Linked DNA regions of Rattus norvegicus: region 2 is linked to region 1. The links are chromatin contacts, called in public Hi-C maps. All regions are on one chromosome and are shown on one strand. Each heading gives the region's core, a stretch centred on a gene start, on an enhancer-like site or on the middle of the called end of the contact. The rest is flanking DNA. Distances are from core to core; before and after follow the strand shown. Region 1 holds the start of Prpsap1 (phosphoribosyl pyrophosphate synthetase-associated protein 1). Region 2 holds the start of Rhbdf2 (rhomboid 5 homolog 2).

Region 1 (6,319 bases), core at 2,714-5,213:
AGAACTAATTACCGGTAAGTAGAGAGCCCCACATCTCTTCAGGTCACAGAAACCTATATAGATTTTGGCATGAGAGTAAGGGAAATGGTTTGCTTCTTCCTGTAGGAAAGTTAGTTTTTATTCTAAAAGCAGTGGGGAGCCACAGATTTATTGGGGGGACCTGAGGGTGGGGTTGATGAGTTCCAAATATGCAGAGCTCATGCTGGCTGATGGGTGGACGCTGGATTGCAAGGTTCACACCTGCTTAGGTGTCACAGTCAGCAGCACAGATTCCAGTCCCCTCAGTCTGGGATGTCCCCCTCAGTCTGGGATGCTCCCCTCAGTCTGGGATGCTCCCCTCAGTCTGGGATGCTCCCCTCAGTATGGGATGCTCCCCTCAGCCTGGGAAACTCCCTCAGTCTGGGATGCTCCCCTCAGTCTGGGATGCTCCCCTCAGTCTGGGATACTCCCTCAGTCTGGGATGCTCCCCTCAGTCTGGGATGCTCCCCTCAGTCTGGGATGCTCCCCTCATTATGGGATACTCCCTCAGTATGGGATGCTCCCATGGGTAAGTGCTGGAGGTCTGAGACAAGAGATTACCATGGACAGACGGCTCTCATTAAGTAGCTCTTGTTAGCCCTAGTCAGAGACTTGTAAATGGGTGAACAGATTGGAAGGAGCCCTTGTTGCTTTGATTTTTTTCAAGACCTACTTTTTTTTTTTTAAGGATTTATTTATTTATTTCATGTATGTGAGTACACTGTAGCTGTCTTCAGACACACCAGAAGAGGGCATCAGATCTCATTACAGATGGTTGTGAGCCACCATGTGGTTGCTGGGAATTGAACTCAGGACCTCTGGAAGAGCAGTCAGTGCTCTTAACCGCCTGAGACATCTCTCCAGCCCCCTCAAGACCTACTTTTAATAAAGGTTCTCAAATGCTTTAGCCTCCCCTCCACCCCACCACCCACCTGAGGTAGTGGAAAAGAAAGGTTATTAGAGGGGCTGGGGATTTAGCTCAGTGGTAGAGCGCTTGCCTAGGAAGCGCAAGGCCCTGGGTTCGGTCCCCAGCTCCGGAAAAAAAAAAAAAAAGAAAGAAAGAAAGGTTATTAGCAAATGTGCTTTGGAGTGATCTCAGCTCCAATTCTCAGGATACCAGCAGTTCCGTTCAGCAGTGTCAGGACAGCAAACACGAATCAGCAGCAGTGACGCCACCCAGAAGAAACAGCCAGGCCTCTGCCCAACCGGCACAAGTGAGCAGGAGTGACTGAGGCCAGCAGGGACGCCAGGACAAGCTCTCTGCCCTGCCTCTCTCAACTTAGTGAAGATCAGGGAAAGCGAATATGGGAGAGACCAGTGAAGCGTTGCAAAGCTAGCTATGCAAGCCCTGTCACTGTCCGTTGGGCTGTTTATACCGACTCCAAGCCTTACGTGAGTCCTCACCCAGGTCTTGCCTCACCACCTGAGTCTGTATTATCGCCTGACGTCACTCTGCCAGTCAGCACGCCCCCAACCCCACAAACCTCCCTGTGTCTGCTTCAGGAAATCGTTCCTTCACGTGTCTTCCCCACCAAAACACCATCCGATACAGCTGACTCCCTGAAGAAACCTTTCGTTCCCACTTCAAGCCCCTTACCAGACACTTCCCACACTAAGATATTCCATTTTTGGCTCCGAACCTAAGCAACAGATGGATCCAGTCAATTTTGGATTGAAACTGGTGAAACCAGGAACGTAAATACATAATTTCCCCTTTCATTTTCCTCAGGAATGTGTCATAGCATGAGATCTAACATGTTGGGGGCCCCCCAAAAACATGTTGGGGGCCAGGAATCCCCTCACAAACCCCACAAACACTGAGCTCCGTCAGACGGGGAGAGTTTATCGAGCCCCAGGACTGGTTGAGCAGGGTCATGGTCCAGATTCAGGTTGTCAGGGTCATGAATGCATTTTGTAAGTTCCTTCCTTGTCTAAGATATGTATCAGCAATCAGTGATCCTTGCAAGACACTGAAGCTTCACCCTTGCCCTGCCGTACCTGGTATCTGGTCCTTGATTAACAATGAGAGAAGAGGGCAGAGGTGGATGCATGCCATCTGTTATTTAAATAGTGGGAAGGGAAAAGGGACTAGTATGTCGCCTTAACGGGAAACAGGTTATGAGGTGAACTTATCAGTCCTTCTCCACGGGTGGTCCCTGATTAGGGCTTACAACCTTGATTTGGAGGGAGACAGGTTAACAAGTGTCATCAACCTTGAGGGTCACAATCTGCCCAAGTCAGATCTGGCCACCATCCTCAATATGTCAATTAAAATTGCCAACCTAGGCTCAGCAATTAAGAGCACTGGCTGCTGTTCCAGAGGATTCAAGTTCGGTTCCTAGCAGCCAGCAGCCCACGACTGACTCCAAATTACAGTTCCAGAGTATCTGTCACCCTCTTCTGGCCTTTTCGGGCACTGCATATGTGTGGCGCGCAGACAGATTTTTTTTTTTTTTTTTAATTAAAAGCCGAATTGAAAATGGGAAACAGAAAAGTGAAATCTATTCAACTTAGCAGCATCGGTTAAGAGGAACAAAGGAATCCAGAGAACACCACAAGTCTGTCCTCCGGGTGCAGAAGTGAGATTGAAATTTAAACAGAAGTGGGGCTGGAGAAATGGCTCAGTTGTTTTTTGTTTGTTTGTTTGTTTTTGTTTTTTCTTTTCTTTTTTTCGGAGCTGGGGACCGAACCCAGGGCCTTGCGCTTGCTAGGCAAGCGCTCTACCACTGAGCTAAATCCCCAACCCCGAGAAATGGCTCAGTTGTTAAACAGAGGTCCAGAGTTCAATTCCCAGCAACCACATAGTGGCTCACAACCATCTGTAATGGGATCTGATGCCCTCTTTTGGTGTGTCTGAAGACAACTACAGTGTACTCAGATATATAAAATAAATAAATCTTTAAAAAAAATGAGCAGAAGGACGAGGATTTGCCCACCTAGACAGTCCCTTCCAGGACTTTCAGGGCACGGTCCCGCCCACCATTGAGACTCCCAGGTGTGAGCTTCAGCCTCAGTCTGTAAGGTCGTTGCAAGTCGTTGGAGCTGTGTGATAGCTGTTTCTGGGAGACACGGCCCCCGTCGTAATGGTGCTTTTCCCTTCTCCCAGCGTGACGTCCCTGGGGGTGGGGAATCCTTTTTTCTTTGGGGTCCGTTTTTCGAACAGTTTGATAGATCGAGAGACTCAAATGTCTCTTTAGAACGGTCTCATTTCGGGGTTGGGGATTTAGCTCAGTGGTAGAGCGCTTGCCTAGCAAGCGCAAGGCCCGGGGTTCGGTCCCCAGCTCCGAAAAAAAGAAAAAAAAGAGCGGTCTCATTTCACAAAAGTAAATGAAAACACGCGCTATCTGTATTTTCACAAGACATACACTCCTGCGGGCAGAGAAGCTGGCTGGGTAGACGGATGGAAGCGAGAGCGCCGCTCTGATGGAGAACTGAGAACAAAAACTGGCGGGGATGCAACCTTGCCTCACGAGCAGACACAAGGATAACGTCTAGGGAAGGTCTCCATGTCCAGATTCTGGAGCGTTTTGATATAATTGCCCGCAACGAGCGCAAAGGACCGTGCGTGTACCTTTATAAATAAATACCAGCCTGCGCAAGCGTAGACTGGAGCGCTGAAGGCTTGTTCATCATAGAGGCGCGAGGCTAGATTGCCTCCGGTCCCTGCGGCGGACATCTTGACTCCTGGCAGTCAGTTTGAAGACGTCTGGAATCACCACTAAACGTGTGTGTACCTCCAAGAATAATGAACTTAAAAATGCCTGTCCTGGGAGACTCAAAACGAAGCGAGCACGCGAGTCAATGACGCACCTGTCCGGACAGGCTCTCGCGGCGATGCCTACCTCCTTGCCCTTTTCCGAGATGGCGGCCGAGCGGATGCTCTAGCCGCGCGACTCGGTGTCGTGGAGGGGCGGGGCCTGACGCGGGGTCCTGAAGAGGCTGCGGCGCTCGGTTGCGGCGCTGTTGCCTGTGGTCGGGACGCGGAGGCGGCGCGTCGGTATCGCGCCTCGTCCCTCTGCGCCTCCGCCGGTGGCTGCGTCGGCGTCACAGCTGTGCCCACATCCCGCCCCGCGCGGACCGCTTGTAGCCGCTTCTCGGGCCGGAGGATGCCCAGGAAGCTGCTGCTACTGCCCCAGCTGTCCGCGTGCTCCGCTCTGCGCGTCCCGCGGGCCCGGCCCGCCGCCTCGCCGGCCATGAACGCCGCCCGCACTGGCTACCGAGTCTTTTCGGCCAACTCCACGGCCGCCTGCACGGAGCTGGCCAAGCGCATCACTGAGTAAGCGGTGTGGTCCCCGGCGAGGCCCTGGCCCCTCTCCCCGCCACTTCCACCTTTGCATCTGGGAGCAGAAGCTTCGGGACGATTCCCCAACCCCGTCCCAGGGCCGCGGCGCACTCTTGACCATTAAGAGGTTTCCTGCGCTTGCCCTGTGTCTGACCATCGCCATTTCCGGCCGACCCTATCGAGACGGACGATGAGAGTCTATCCTCAGACTTAAGGGTTGGGACGGTCAGGGAGAAGGGAACTCAGAAGTACTTCGGGCTGGGCGCGGGAGAGCCGCGATTACACTGTGTAGGATCAGTTGTACAAAAAAAGTCTTGGCTTAGAGGTGTGTGCGTGGAGTGTTAGCCACTGACTTCAGGGGTCCTGAGTTATCTTTCCAGGCTTGTCTGTTGTTACCTACTCTAACGCTGAGTGAGGGACGTGATTTTTTTTTTTAAACCCTACTTGTAAAATGGGGGTGGTTCTATGGGACAGGGATGGGAGTGTGAGCCTGAACTTGGTGGAGGTCGTGGAGATGAATCCTGCAGAGCAGGGCCTCCCGGTGCCCCGCTGATAGTACTTGTCTACTAAAAGGCCCCTTTTCTCTTTTGGGGAAAACTAGAACCCTGGTAGAAAGAGCCTTAAGGGCCTTTTATAATATGAGCTTTTTAGTAATATGTAACAAAATGCATCATTTGCCCTCTCTATGAGACAGGGCTTTACTGTATGTAGCTCCTACTGGCCTGGAACTTGGAGATCTGCCTGCCTCTGCCACAGGAACACTGGGATTAAAAGCCCGAGCACCATACCCAGCGTTGGCTTTGGTGTCCTGAGATAAGATCTTAGGACCCTGGTCAGACTCTCAATGGTGTGATTTTCTGACCTTAGCCTTTTTTTTTTTTTTTTTTTTTTTTTCCCCCCGGAGCTGGGGACTGAACCCAGGGCCTTGCGTTTGCTAGGCAAGCGCTCTACCACTGAGCTAAATCCCCAACCCCTTAGCCTTTTTGATCCGGCCTTACAGCAGCACACCTGGACTCCCCGGGGTAAACGGCTTGACTTTGAACATTTAAAGTCACTTTCATATTCCAGAAGTTCTTAACTCCACCTGTTTTATTATCAGTTGGACTTTGAAGTGGATTTAAGAGAGGATAGGGAAACAGCTTCTGCTGATCTGTTTTCTATTTCTTTTCTTAAGATTTATTTGTTATGTATACAATGCTCTGTTTGCATGTATGCATGAAGGCCAGAAGAGGGCACCAGATCCCATTACAGATAAGGTTGTGAGCCACCGTGTGGTTTGCAAGGTCTTGAACTCCAGACCTCTGGAAGAGCAGAGGGTGCTCCGAACCACTGAGCAATCTCTCCACCCTGGTTTTTATTTATTTCTTTATTTTTTAATATTATTATTTAATAATGTATATGAGTACACTGTAACTGTCTTCAGATACATCAGAAGAAGGCATCAGATTTTATTACAGATGGTTGTAAGCCACCATGTGATTGCTGGGAATTGAACTCAGGGCCTCTGGAAGAGCAGTCAGTGCTCTTAACCACTGAGCCATCCCTCCAGCCCCCCTGGTTTTTATTTCTAACCCCTGATTATTTGTCTTTCTTGTCGAGGCCAAGGATCCCTTTAAACATGAAACTTGAGGTTGTTTATAGTGGGTCATACTTACTACACATGACCTTGCCTTAAGAGAGCTGAGGAGGGCACTTTAAAAATTAGTGGGTTTGCCTTTTTGCTATGATAATTTACCATAAACTTTGTAGACCTGGATAGCCTCACAGAGATCCTCCTGCCTCTGCCTCCCAAGTGCTGGGAATAAAGGCTTACCCACCACACGTGGCTTTTTTTTTTTTTTTCCTTCTTTAAAGTTTGGTCTTGCTAGATAGTCCTGACTGGCCTGCTACTCACCATATATCCCAGACTAGCCTTCACCTAACAGCAATCCTCCTGCCTCAGCTTCCAGAATGCTGGGTTAATGAGTTGTATGCTCTTTTTTTTTTTTTTTTTTTGGTTCTTTTTTTCGGAGCTGGGGA
Region 2 (6,586 bases), core at 4,082-6,581, 140 kb before region 1:
ACCACATGGTGGCTCACAACCACCATGGGATCTGGTGCCCTCTTCTGGTGTGTCTGAAGACAGCTACAGTGTATTCATATACATAAAATAAATTAATTAATTAAAAAAAGAATTTTTGTAAGTCTCAAGATAACCCTGCGTATCTGTAATTTGAGTTTCTCAGGCATGGGTATATTGCATTTCATGACTATAGTGTACCTTAGTCACCCTCGGTCATTTTCCTGCTGTAGACAAGGGATCTCAGCTGGCATACAACATGCTTCATCCCAGGCCTGTAGCATCTTCTTCTTCAGGGAGCTCTGGGTCCTCCTGGGGTGCCATCTATTCACACAAACACTGGTAGTGTTGTCCTCACGGTTCTCTATTTCATTTTCTTAATGATTGACGAGGCCGGGCATCTTCTTATAAAGTCCCTGCAATAACCAATAATGTCAACGGGGCAGGATCAGACCTCTGGGCACCTCTGTGAGCATTCTTAGATTCACTTAACAGAGGCAGGAAGACCCTGGGCACTCTGAGATCCACCCAACTGTCCTGAGTGCCGGAGGCCCCACCCCAACAACTGGGGTCCTCAGCTGCAGAAAAAGGAGATGGTTTGGGTACCAGCATTCACCTCTCATCTCTGTTCCCTGCCTGAAGACGCCATGTGACCAGCTGCCTCATGCTACTGCCCTGCCTCCCTGTCACGACGGACTGTACCCCAAACTGTGAGCCAACACAAGCCTAATAATAGACAGGGTTTCTCCGTGTAGCCCTGGCCATCCTAGAACTCACTTTGTAGTCCAGGCTGGCCTCAAACTCACAGCGCCTGCCTCTGCCTCCTGAGTGCTAGGATTAAAGGCATAGAGCCTGATGCTTTCGTGTCGTTGATTCTGATGGTCTTTAAGCTGGTGGCTTCTGGGTAAAGTGGATTTTTGTTTTGTTTTGTTTTGTTTTTTTAGATTTACTTATTTATTATATATAAGTACACTGTAGCTATCTTCAGACACACCAGAAGAGGGCATCAGATCCCATTATAGATGGTTGTGAGCCACCATGTGGTTGCTGGGAATTGAACTCAGGACCTCTGGAAGAGCAGTCAGTGCTCTAAACCGCTGAGCCATCTCTCCAGCCCCAAAGTGTTTTTTTAGGGAGGCTCGGCACCCCAAGGCCAGGTAGTTTACCTAACATTACAAGCTAGTTGTTGGGGATTTGATTATGCTCACATGGGAGTTCACACAGCTGCTGCAGGTCCCTGCCAACAGTTGGGTTTTTGACTGGTCAATAAAGAGCCAGTGGCCAATGGGTGGGCAGAGGGACAAAGGCGGGACTTTGGAGATTCTGAGAGGAAATGCAGGAGAGAGAGAAGAATCACCAGAGAAAAAGGAAAGGAAATACAAACATGTGAGCTGTGGAAGACAGAGAACCAACCATGTAAGAATCAGGGAAAACTGGCTGGGGATTTAGCTCAGTGGTAGAGCGCTTACCTAGGAAGCGCAAGGCCCTGGGTTCGGTCCCCAGCTCCGAAAAAAAGAACCAAAAAAAAAAAAAAAAAAAAAAAAAAAAAGAGGCAGTGTTTTAAAAAAAAAAAAAAAAAAGAATCAGGGAAAACTGACCGCAGGGGCCACTGCCCCCCAATTTGGGTCTGAGGTTAGCAGAGATAAAGCATAGATTCAAGATATCAGAGGGGAAAGTGCGTTAGCCACATGGAGGTTCAGGAGTGGCCTAACCACGGAGCTAGCCTAGGACATATTAAAATATATAAAGGTTGCATGTCCATGTCTTTCATTCGTGAATTCAGAGCTCTTGGGCGGGTGTAGAACAGGCGTGCACATCCACCGGGAGTTTAGAGCAGATTAACTACTACTGCTAGCAGTAGAGAGATGACTACATCTGAGCCTTCTTGTCAACAAAGCTGTTCTCTCAGGCCATGACCAAGACTGCCTGCCTCCGAGGATGTGAGGATGCCGGAGGGAGGGGCTCTAAGGAGTGCGTTGTAAGTGGGGTGGTGTGGAGGGGCGGGACTGTGACAATGTAACCAGCTGGGAAATTAACTGTAGGTGAGAATGGATCTGAAATAACGAAGTCTACTCATCCCCAAAGGCCAGTTCGATGACCCCGCTGAAGGGTGGGAATCCTAGAAAGGAGGAAATCCTACCGGGAGGAAATCGGGAACGGAACACAAAGTCACCTTCAAGAGGGAGGTGCCAGGGAGAGATGAGAACTTCTCACAATCCCAAGATTCTGGCCACTTGAGCTTCCTGTCTGATTCCCCGAGTAGTGGCAGGCAGATCAGAAAGTGGACGCTGGCGCCCTTCCAAGGCGCAATGATCTTCCAGGCAAGTGCTTAAAGATTTATCTAGGGTTTGACAAGCTCTCTGGAGTTAACCCTTGCCCTACCTTTTTACCCTTTTAACCTTGAGGCTGCAGAGTGAAGTTTTCTGTTTGGGGGGTGGGGGTGGGGGTGAGGGGAGGACACGTGGATTCCTTCTTGCAGTACTGAATATGGCCACTAGATGGAGACTATGCACTATGAATGCCAGCTGCTGTTGCCCAATGGTCTTGGTCCCTTCCTTCCCTTGAAGTTTTAACTTCACTGAGTTTGGTGACATCTGATTTTGCTCTTTGGGAGATGGGAGGCTGACCCATGCCTTAGGCCCGTGTCAGCCACACTGTAAGGAGACATCTTTGTCATCCTTCCGGTATGCTTCCTGGGGTCCTAACTCCTCCACCCGAGACTCTGGTAGCAGCCCTTCTGTGGTTCTCCACCTTCACACAACCCAGTATGCCCTGAACACCATGATGGCTGGCAAGAACATGGCCTCCGATCCAGGACCCTACCTCAGTCTCTGTACTCTTCAGCCCTGAATGCAGCCCTGGATCTCTCCAAACCTAAACAGAGACCACGTTAAAGCCAGTCATGATAATGTATTAAAACTGAGAACACTTGGCCTGGTGATACATACCCATAATACTAGCACTCAAGAAGTAAAGGCAGGAGGATTGCTGAATTGGAGGCCAACCTGGAGTATATACAAAGTGAGGTCCAGACCAGTGTGGAGCCTGTCTTAAAACAGCAAACGAAATAAATCCCAACATAAATAAATCAATTTTAGCCAGGCACGGTGGTTCTTTGCCAACTAGCATTTGGGTGACTAAGGCAGGAGGAACAGGAATTCAAGGCCTGGGCCTGGAGAGATGGCTCAGCAGTTTAGAGCACTGACTTCTTTCAGAGAACCGTGGTTCAACTCCCAGCCTCCATGGAATAGCTCACACCTCCTGTATATAACTCCAGTTCCATGGGATCCAATGCCCTCTTCTGGCCAGAAGTCATGCAAGTAGTGTGTAGGAATACATGTGGGCAAAACACTCATACATATAAAATTTTAAAAAATTAAAAAGAAAATAAGCAAGTTGGTAGATGTGCACAGCTTTAATCCCAGCACCCGGAAGCAGAGGCAGACAGTTCAAGGAGTTCGATCTCTGAGTTCAAGGATAGCCTGGTCTACAGAGCAAATTCCTGAACCTGGGTCTCTGTAAGAGCAGCAAAGACTTCCAACCATAGAATTATTTCTCCAAAATTTTTTGAAAAGATTTATTTTATTTATGAGTATACTGTACCTGTCAGACACACCAGAAGAGGGCATCAGATCCCATTACAGATGGTTGTGAGGGAATTGAACTCAGGGATCTCCCTAGTCCTGAGATTCCATAACAGACTCCCCCTTTCTGTTTCTTTCAAGATTTACTTATGTATTTTGTGTCTATGACCTCAGACACCCTAGGGAATCGATCTCAGGACCTCTGAAAGAGCACTCAGCGCTCTTAACCTCTACTCCACCCAAGCCACCGAGCCAGGCTGGAGGCAGGGTGGCTGAGAGCAACGCAGGAGGCCAGAGTCTTGGCTTACCTCTGGAAGCAGCCCCTGCTGCAGCGCCCCTTGGTGGTGGTCTTTCCAAACGCTCTGGCTGGACCAGGACTCCAGAAAGAAAGCTGAGGCCATTGGTGTTGGGTGAGGATGAGGACTCCAGACCTGGGGGTACAGTTCTTTCCTGTGCCCTTCCGTGCCTGCCACACGTTTCCACATCAAATCCCAAGTGAGGGGCTGAGCCAGGTTCTAGGAATCTGTATAAGGGACGCTCCTTGCCCTTCTCCGGCCTGCAGCTGTTGTTTAAGAGCTGGACAGGTCCAGGGAGTGCTTCTAGGTCGGAGCATATGAGTGTTGGACAGGGTGTCATAAATTTCGGCCTTTGCACAGGGCTAGGCATGTGAACATGAAGAGGGGTACCCTACCGGGAAGTTGGTAAGAACATCGCAAGATGTCACCTCCCAGGGCAGAGTTAAGGGAAGGACTTCTGGGTCCAGGAGGAAGATGAGGAAGGGCCCAGTGTGGCTAGAGATGTAGGCTGAGGAGGACAAACGCCTTTGGTTTAAAAATTGAGGGAGGTCCTGCCCTCGCCACTGCTAATAATAGAAAAGGTCACAGCAGCTGTGAGTTAGAGCCAGGTGCCCTACAGGGGCTTCCTGTCACCGCCACCACTCAGAAAGGGGAAGGCTGAGGCCCAGGAGGCTGAGGGGATTTGTCTAAGGACACGGGGGTAGTCAATGGCAGGTCAGGATTTGAATCCCCATCTCCTGAGGATGCTCTGTTAGCTAGAATCATTTATAGTTATTTCTTGTTTCAGACAACAAAGCACGCTACTTGGTGAGTTTTGGCTAGGCTAGAGTGTCTAAAGCTGGGCCCCGCCACCCATTGTCCAGGAGGCTGACCACTACATCAAGATGTGGAGGGCTCTCCAAGCATGATAACTCTGCACAGCTCGGTCCCCTTTGCAACTCTGTTTAGTCCTGAGGTTAATGGGACAAGACCCGACTTCCAGCAAGGCCCTGGTCTGGCCTAGAAGGGATGACAGGCCTGAGGAGAGGTCATTCTAGTGGAGGAAGGAGAGACAGCAGCTAGAGAAGACCAAGGCTCCCTAGATGGAGCTAGTCGAGGCTCCTAGAGTCAAAGGAGCCTGAGGTCGCACGAGAAAGAGAAGGGGAATTTGAATGTTTTTTGCTGGTTGTTAGGGGTGTGTGCGTCCGCGTGTGCGCGCGTGCGTTGTTGGAGATCAAATCTAAGATCCCCCTACACTAGGCAAGTGTTTAAATGTGGCCTTAAGTGAAGCAGCAGGAACCCCAAGTCCGGGCAGAGGCAGCGGGTCGACCACGCCCCCAGAAACACCGCCCACACCAAGAAGCCACGCCCCATGAGGCCCGCCCACCCAGACCCCGCCCCTGCGCCCTCGCGCAGGTAGGGAAGAGGCGGAGCTCCGGTGCCCAGGCTTGTAGCCACCGCCCCACCGCTGCCCACTCTGCTCGCAGGCGCTTCCCGGGACGTGGGGCCTCCGAGAGGTGAGCGAGGGGAAATAGGCGCGGCGGAGCTCGGGTCCGCTAGGCCGCGGGTGTCTACGGAGTCACCGGGCTGCCCGGGACGGCCGCGGAGAGGCCTGGGGGCTGCGCGCCCCGCGGAGCGCCCTGGAGGCCAAGGCTGTGGACTCTGTGCCCGCAGGACCGCTGGATCCCTCGCGCAAATCCTTGGCCTCTGCCAGGACCAGGACGCCTAAGGGGTTCCCCGGGGCACAGTCACCAGATGACTGGGCGCGTGGTTTGCGCAGAAGTTCAAAAGCCCAGGGAGGAAGAGAAGGCACTGCCCAGTGTTGGAACATGCGGCTCCACCTTCCAACCTGAGTCCCTTTTAGACCTTAAGGCTCTACTCCCCTGGCTCCCGGGTGAACTTCCAAAGTCCCCCGGGCTGCAGTTTGTGCGTGGAGCTTCGCCGCCGTGGTGGTAACAGGTGCGGGGGTGGGGGTGGGGGAGGCTCAGAAAGTGTACTCAGGAGTCCTGGCTTCAGGGCCGAGGGGTTTGGAGTGTCGGGCCTCCAGCTGAAGGGGTTGAAGGTTAGGGAGCATAAGATCTGTAGGGCTGGGACCTCTACCTCAACCCCAGGGCAGAAGGGAACTCCAGTCCATGCCTTGATCTAGCTCCAGGAAACAGAGCGGCGAATCTGTGGGGCTGGGACTTAGCGCGCATGCAGGTGAGGTGTACCTGAGTAATTCCCCCATAGGTGGAGTGGCTGCTGTTTCTCAACCAGCTAGAGTGGGGGTTCCTGTGTGTGTGTGTGTGTGTGTGTGTGTGTGTGTGTGTGTGTGTGTGTGGCATCTGCTGGTGAAAAACTGTCCCCAGCATCCGTGTTGTGCTGTGGTCAGGGAGAAGAAAATGAAACTTGGTTCCAAGCAGTAGTTCTCAGCTTAGGGGTGCTTTTTGCCCGTTACGGATATTTGGCAATGCCTGGAGCCACTTGGTCGTCACAGCCACAGTACAGAATTGGGAGCCCCCCCCCCAAAAAAAATCAATATTGAAGAACCATCCTATAAGCTCCAGCCCACTAGGGTACTTCTTGTGAATTCCTTTCCCTACCTCAGTTTCTCCGGGGGCTGTGGGAAGAACCAGGGTGAATCTAAATAAGATGGGAGATAAAGAGGTGTGCCGGCAGGTTTTGCCCTGGCAAGTGTCCTATGTTGGTGCCACAATGTCTTTTGCCAGCTGGCCACTGGCCCTGTGGAGG

The links. A called contact is a pair of places that touch in the nucleus more often than the background predicts.
Region 2: a contact with region 1 is called in a Hi-C map of kidney, with 3 times the contacts expected there. The contact joins the promoter of Rhbdf2 here to the promoter of Prpsap1 in region 1. A contact is called at or near these places in 5 of 12 Hi-C or Micro-C datasets (the Rat2 cell line, Schwann cells, kidney and 2 more) and 1 of 1 datasets of contacts at active chromatin or transcription factors (oligodendrocytes).

The regions. Positions count from the first base shown.
Region 1 is chr10:102,219,286-102,225,604 of GRCr8, reverse strand. Prpsap1 (phosphoribosyl pyrophosphate synthetase-associated protein 1) reads left to right here and starts at 3,963. Exons shown (of 10, transcript NM_022545.3): 1 at 3,963-4,294. The coding sequence starts at 4,125.
Region 2 is chr10:102,357,862-102,364,447 of GRCr8, reverse strand. It overlaps Rhbdf2 (rhomboid 5 homolog 2), which reads left to right and starts at 5,331. Exons shown (of 19, transcript NM_001107067.2): 1 at 5,331-5,373.